Regions from separate parts of the Mus musculus genome. Here region 1 is linked to region 2. Evidence: chromatin contacts called from public HiChIP or PLAC-seq data. All regions are on one chromosome and are shown on one strand. Each heading gives the region's core, a stretch centred on a gene start, on an enhancer-like site or on the middle of the called end of the contact. The rest is flanking DNA. Distances are from core to core; before and after follow the strand shown. Region 1 holds the start of Hcls1 (hematopoietic cell specific Lyn substrate 1). Region 2 has its middle 19 kb from the start of Parp9.

Region 1 (3,189 bases), core at 495-2,994, 1.0 Mb after region 2:
TGCTGGAGCCAAAGGAGATGAGGTTCAGATTAGAAAATCCATCCTGAGATTGGGTTAAAGGAGCAGAACCATAGGATGTAAATTTGTGAAGCCTTGTGGATAGTTCTGAGAAAACTCTGAAAGTATTGGACCACCAAGTATGGTGGCACTTGCCTGTAATTCCAGCACTGAGGAGGCTGAGGCAGGAGGACCATAAGTCCAAGGCCAGTCTTGTCTACATAGTAAGTTAAGGCTAGCCTGTGCTACATAGCAAGAGTGTCTAAAACAACAAGCTCTCCTTGAACACAGTGCAGAAGGAGACTTTTCATAGCTCATGCGGGTTGGGTAGACATCATGCTCTTATACAAAGTTGCCACTTGGGAAAAGCTGACCCAGTATCACAGGGTAGAAGAGGATTAATGGGAACCTGTTCTCTTTGGCTTCAACGCTCACTGTATGTCAGCACTGTTCTGCTCAGGGATGAACATGGGGTGTTTGTGAGGGGGAAGTGGGTTTCCTTGGTGTCATCGCTGAAGTTCTATGGTTCTGTGCATTGCTGTGTGGTGAGGTACAATGTCTAGCCCTAATTTAAGGCTACCCCTTTCTACATATTCCTCAACTATAAATAGCCTTATTAGAACAAATAAAGTGCTCCAAGTCTAGAATCAATCCCCTGGGAAGTGACTTTAGATGCTTTCTGTTGGTACAGAATGTTCCCTTCTGTCTAGTTTCACCAACCTGGGACCCTTGTGGGTTCATTCTCTGTAAGCCAGGCAAGTCAGAGTCCACAGATGACTGGGATAAGGAGAGCCAGGCTCAGATGCAAAAGCAAGTTCTTAGTAGGATTATTTTTCAACCAGAGATCCTTGGAACTTTATTTTCATTATCTTTATTGCCTGTCAGTGCTCCAGGCTGCCAGAGGAGCCATGCTTGGGACGGGGGTGGGTGAGGAATGGAGGGTGGAAGCAGGGAGGTGGTTATTTGAAAGGCAGCCAGTAAAAGCATAGCAAAGTTCTCAGTGGCCTTCACATCAGAAAGGGTCTATTTCATTGGCTCAACAAGTCACCTGAGCATGTCTTGACTTGAAGCTAGAAGGGGAGGGCTGCAGATGTTGACAGTGTAGAGTATGTCAGAGTTCAATTCACCAGCTTAGAGAAGGCCAGTAGTCAGAACTCTGTAAGTGAGCTCAGACTCCACACAGCCTCCCATCAAGCTAGGGAGTTTTCTCCCTCCACGTTCTGCCTTCTCCCTTCCTCGTGAGTTATGTGTGAGTCTCAGGTACTGCAGAAAGCAAGGAGGAGAAATTGTTTTTAAGACTTCCCTTCAAAATTAACATACAGATCATTTTTCCACTAAGCCTTTTTTTTTTTTTTTTGATTGCTGCAGACTACACACACACACATTTTTCCTTCCTCAGACCAGGCTTCTACAACAATGTTGTAGCCCAGGGTACCCCTAAGTGCTGGGATCACAGAAGTTCACTACCACACCTGCCTTGTTCTGAATTCTTTTACTTAGATGCAACTGTCCTTCGTAGGACACAGAGCAGTCCTGCAGCATTCTTATTGTGTCTTAACTGATAAGGGATGTGTCTCCACGGTCATTTTTATAACTTTCCCGTGACCTGAAAAACTTTGCAAAATACTAGACACAGAAACACTTAACCCTTCTAAGTACTCAAAGTATAAGGAACTGACTCAAACTTCAGGAAGTAGCTGTGAGGACAGTGTGGCAGGAAATGACAGAAAACCTGAAAACGGAACTGGAGCAGCTGCTCTGTTACTTACCCTGAAGTGGCAGCCGCTGGAGGGGGCGCCTGGTGTAGATGTGAAAAGCCGTAACCAGGAACCAGTAAAGGTGGGTGCTCTGAGCTGGGGGTTTTGTGAGGGGTTGGGAGCACAGGGAAGTATGGAAAAGAAGTCTACATAGCACTTAGTCCTTGTTAAGGGAGGTCTTTACTAATAGATGCTGAACTCTTGATGGCCCTAAGGACTGTGTGCAGTGGTTGACAATGAACATCTGAGGATGGGAACAAGGAAATGGCCTGCACTCGGGGAGCATGATTGAGCACATATCTAGGACCCTGGGCCCTAGTATGCCCTTGATGATCTACACAGCCCATTCTAAAGGGTGGCTGCCCCAGTGTGCTAACCTGAAGGCGACCCACGGAAGATGAGGACAAAGTGTGCCTTTGTATGGCCTCACAGGGACACAAATGCCCATGGGAAATGTAAGGGGACAGGATTTAACCACCAATGAACACTGGTGCTGAGCCAAGTGCTTTTAGGAGTCAAATGCAAACATGACTTCAGCTGGTGTAACTTTGTATGTCTGTGGGGATCCCAGAGTGTTACAGAGGGAGCTTTGGATCTACTGTGTTAACCCCTTAATTATTTAACATTGGGAAACAATATCACAACAATCAGTGACTTGCCCAAGGAAGTTAATATTGATGGATGGCTTAGTCTAGTCTCTGACTAAGTAGTATAGACTCTGTGTCATGTGACAGACAGGGGTCTCACAGGGGCTGTCATATTACTGCAGTGTCCATGGATCTCTCACCTATGGATGCCATAAGTCAGTCCTGTCATCAGGTATTGGATATGCCCAGCATTCATTGCCTGTCTCCAGCCTCCTACTTTAAGTTAGCAGCTTTCCTGATTAGTAATCGACAGTACAAGAATAGTAAGTTATTTTGCTCTTAAACATGAGCATGAGGGGCTGATGGGAGAGATGAACTGAGACCTGGAGAATCAGGCAAGATGAGACCATCGGACCTCACTGCTTCCTCATTGCTCATAAATGTATTTGACTTCTCCTTTCCAGTTTCCTTCTGTGGTAGAGTAGCCTGAGAGCCAGGACATGTCAAAGTGAGGCCTTAAGCTGTGGGTCATAGGTTCTCTTTATGTGTCTTACCCCCTGTTAGTAGCTAATACCAACTGGGGGAGGCACAGATGTTCTTAATAGCTCACAGTGACTCTGGCCACGGTAACTCACCACTCCTTCCCACATCTTTATTTAACCTATCTTCCTCAGATGTCTTCGGGGCTAATCTTCTAGAGGTTATTATAAAATGTGGGCAATGATGGAGGCTTCCAGATGGGGATAGAAAGTGGAGACTTGGGGCCTAGATAAGCAGAGCCTTGGGGATGAGTGGGTAAAGGTGTCTCCTTTGGGAGAGCAATGAGTACCAGGAAGCTCTTCGGTGGT
Region 2 (3,258 bases), core at 220-2,719:
ACCCTGCCCCACATACTCAAAACATTTTAAATTTTTTCTATAATGTATTAGTAAGTTGTATGTTAATTTAATTTAACTAATTTACTTATTTTGCATTCTGGGGGTTGAACCCTGAGCCTTGTGCATGCTAAGCACACACAATGCCACCAAACCTGTATTAGTTATTGTTATACTGCTGTGACGAGGAACCCTGACCAAGGCAACTTATAAAAGAAAGCGTTTAATTGAGGGCTTGCTTACAGTTTCAGAGGGTGAATTCATGACTGTCATGGCAGAGAGCTTGACACCAGGCATAGCCCTAGAGAAGTAGTCGAGAGCTTACACACTGAAATAACAAGTGTAAGGCAGAGAGACAGACAGACAGATGGACAGACACAGAGAACATGCAAGCTAGCTAGAAATGGCATGAGCTTTTGAAACCTCCAAGCCCATCCCCAGAAACACACCTCCTTCCACAAGACCACACCTCCTATTCACTCCCAAACAGTTCCACCACCTGGAGACCAAGCATAGAAGACTATGGGGTCCCTTTGTATTCAAAGGTTTACACCTCCTCTAGCAAATATACTTTAGTTTTTACAAGTGAAGAAAAAAAGTCCAAACATATTTGTGTGGTGTGTGAGTGCGTGTGCATGTGTATGTGTGATTCTGGGATCATGTCTTGGTCTAAGTTACACACTATTGTGTAAAAGAGTAGGTTTTCAAACTGAGCTTTGCTCCGAGAGACTCCATTTACAAGCGGCCTTTGACTCCTTTTCAAAGATGGAGGATGGCCGTGCCATTGGGTAGATGCGTGCACTGCCCCATTTGCCCCACACCATCCATGCACAATAGACTGATAATTTATCTCTGAGAGTAGGAAGTATGCTACCCTATAAGTTTATTGGGGTAAATTATGATTGGCATTTGGCCATATTGTAAACATATAGGGAAATCAGGCCAAAGACTGTGTCAGACACACCAGACCAAGGAAAATATATAACTACCTCACCTGAACCCTCAAAGATGTGATGGGAATCCCCTAGTTCTGTGATGGGAACCACATCCACCAAGCTGTTATCTTCAGGGACTAGGAATTAAACAGATTCCTTGAGAGGCAGATAGACAGGGAGAGGGGCCATCACTAATAAAGATGGTGAACTTCCAAGAGCACTCGCTTCCTCCATTCCTTCTAGATCTGAGGCAAAAACTTAAAACACAGGTCTTTGTAGACGTCTTCTCCTGCCAATAGGTCCCGACCCCTCAAGCTCATAGTGAGGTCAAGACACAGTTACACAACAGTTGTGAGAGTGACCCTTGAAAGACTAAAAACTCCCAGCCTTCAGGGATAGGTGGGTTTTCTGTGTGCCTGCTGTATGGGTGTGTTCTTGCCCCTAATAAAAGCCTTTCTTTAACTGCTAGTTCTGGCTGCTTGCTCTCTAGCACACCCCAGGCTGATGCTGATGCACCCTTGGCCATTCAAGCCTTGGGTGGCTTTCACTTTCTGTTCTGCCAAGATGTAAACAGGAAAGTTTTGTTCTCCTCTTTCCAGTGTGAAGAATCCTGGAAATAGAGCGATAGAAAGCTTTACTTACAACAAGTTGGCAGAGGTCTAAGAGTGGGGGGTTTTGTCTGTTAAAAAGCCATCTTCCTTAGAGGTTGTGGCCCAGGGCTTTTATAGGGATTTTTGTGGGGAGCAGGGGAGGTGAGGAGGCAAGTCAGATGGAGGTCACCCGTGCAGCTGCCAGAAGCTGGTGTCATGCTTCCCTATGCTAATCCTGGTTCCTACAGATCTCAAGGTATTCCCAGTTCCATGAAGCTAAAGAAAGGTTACAAGTGGGAAAGTCTGATGAGTGTACTTTTAGTTTCTATTCCCAGAAACAGTCAGGTCTACAGTTAGTCATTAAGATTAAACGAACAGGAAGACTGAAAACCAATAAAACCCCGGAGGCAGGCCCAAGGCAACTGGATCTGAGAGTATTTACAGCGATTCACACAATAGATTTTCCCAGCGTTGGAGGGTGGGTCTTGCTGTATATCTCAGGCTAATGTCAAGCTTGCTATGAAGCTAAAAATCTCCTGCCTGGAATCTCAAGCTTGTGCCACCATATGCTGTCTAGAACAGTTTTAACCCATTAGATGTGCTTCAGTCTAAGGCTCCATCTACAGCAAAGCTAGAGGAGACTGATGGTAAACCCTCCAGCCATGTGATCCCCCCAAATTAATGATTTGAGAGAAAAAAAGTACATTTAGTTTTTATTGATGTGTATGTGTGAGTCAGGATGAGAATATATATATATTCTCATACATATATATACACATTTAGATGTACATATATGTATATATACAAATATACAAATATATATATATATATATATATATATATATATATATATATATATATATAGTGTGTGTGTGTGTGTGTGTGTGTGTGTGTGTGTGTGTGTGTGTGTGTGTGTATGTGTGTACCAGATGTATGCCGAAGCCAACAAAAGCCAGAAAAGGGCATTGGACCTTCAGGAACTAGAGTTCTGTTGGGCCATTTATTCAGCCCTTCAAATTAGTAATATTCATTTATTTGTTTGTTTGCTTGCTTGCTTATTTGTTTTTTTCAAGACAGGGTTTCTCTGTATAGCCCTGACTGTCCTGAAACTCCTTTTGTAGACTAGGCTGGCCTGGAACTTAGAGATCCACCTGTCTCTGCCTCCTGAATCCTGGAACCAAAGGTGTGTGCCACCAGGTCTGGCAAATTAATGTTTTTTGTTTTATTTTGGTTTAAAGATTTATTTATTTATTTCATGTATGTGAGTACACTGTCGTTGTCTTCAGACACACCAGAAGAGGGCATCGGATCCCATTACAGATGGTTGTGAGCCACCATGTGGTTGCTGAGAATTGAACTCGGGACCTCTGGAAGAGCAGTCAGGGCTCTTAACTGCTGAGCCATCTCTCTAGGCCCCAAATTAGTGATTTTAAAAGTCAACTAAAAGTGGATTTAGGCTCTTTCTGCCATTTTGGCGCCTGTGGAGGCCTGCTGGGAACAGGACTTCTAACAGCAAGTCTGTCTGGAAGGCTGTGGTACAAGGCCATTTTTGCTGGCTATAAGCAAGGTCTCCGGAACCAAAGAGAGCACTCGGCTCTTCTTAAAATTGAAGGTGTTTATGCTCGAGATGAAACGGAGTTCTACTTAGGCAAGAGATGTGCTTATGTGTATAAAGCCAAACACAATACAGCGACTCCTGGAGGCAAACCAAACGCAACCAGAGTGATCTGGGGAAA

Evidence for each region. HiChIP or PLAC-seq counts read pairs in DNA pulled down with a chosen protein or histone mark.
Region 1: a contact with region 2 is called in an H3K27ac HiChIP or PLAC-seq map of double positive thymocytes, with 3 times the contacts expected there. The contact joins the promoter of Hcls1 here to the enhancer-like site in region 2. A contact is called at or near these places in 2 of 39 promoter capture datasets (the C10 cell line and hippocampal neurons), 3 of 115 datasets of contacts at active chromatin or transcription factors (bone marrow-derived dendritic cells, double positive thymocytes and large pre-B cells) and 2 of 9 other capture datasets (adipose tissue and liver).

What each region holds. Positions count from the first base shown.
Region 1 is chr16:36,933,239-36,936,427 of GRCm38.p6, forward strand. Hcls1 (hematopoietic cell specific Lyn substrate 1) reads left to right here and starts at 1,745. Exons shown (of 14, transcript NM_008225.2): 1 at 1,745-1,836.
Region 2 is chr16:35,917,427-35,920,684 of GRCm38.p6, forward strand. It overlaps the pseudogene Gm10237. Among named protein-coding and RNA genes, the nearest start is that of Parp9, 19 kb to the right of the region's middle. Within about 2 kb of position 1,470, at least 126 of the 459 cell types and tissues checked have an H3K27ac peak or open chromatin away from gene starts, as enhancers often do. A contact at or near this core is called in adipose tissue, bone marrow-derived dendritic cells, double positive thymocytes and 1 more, where this site is marked.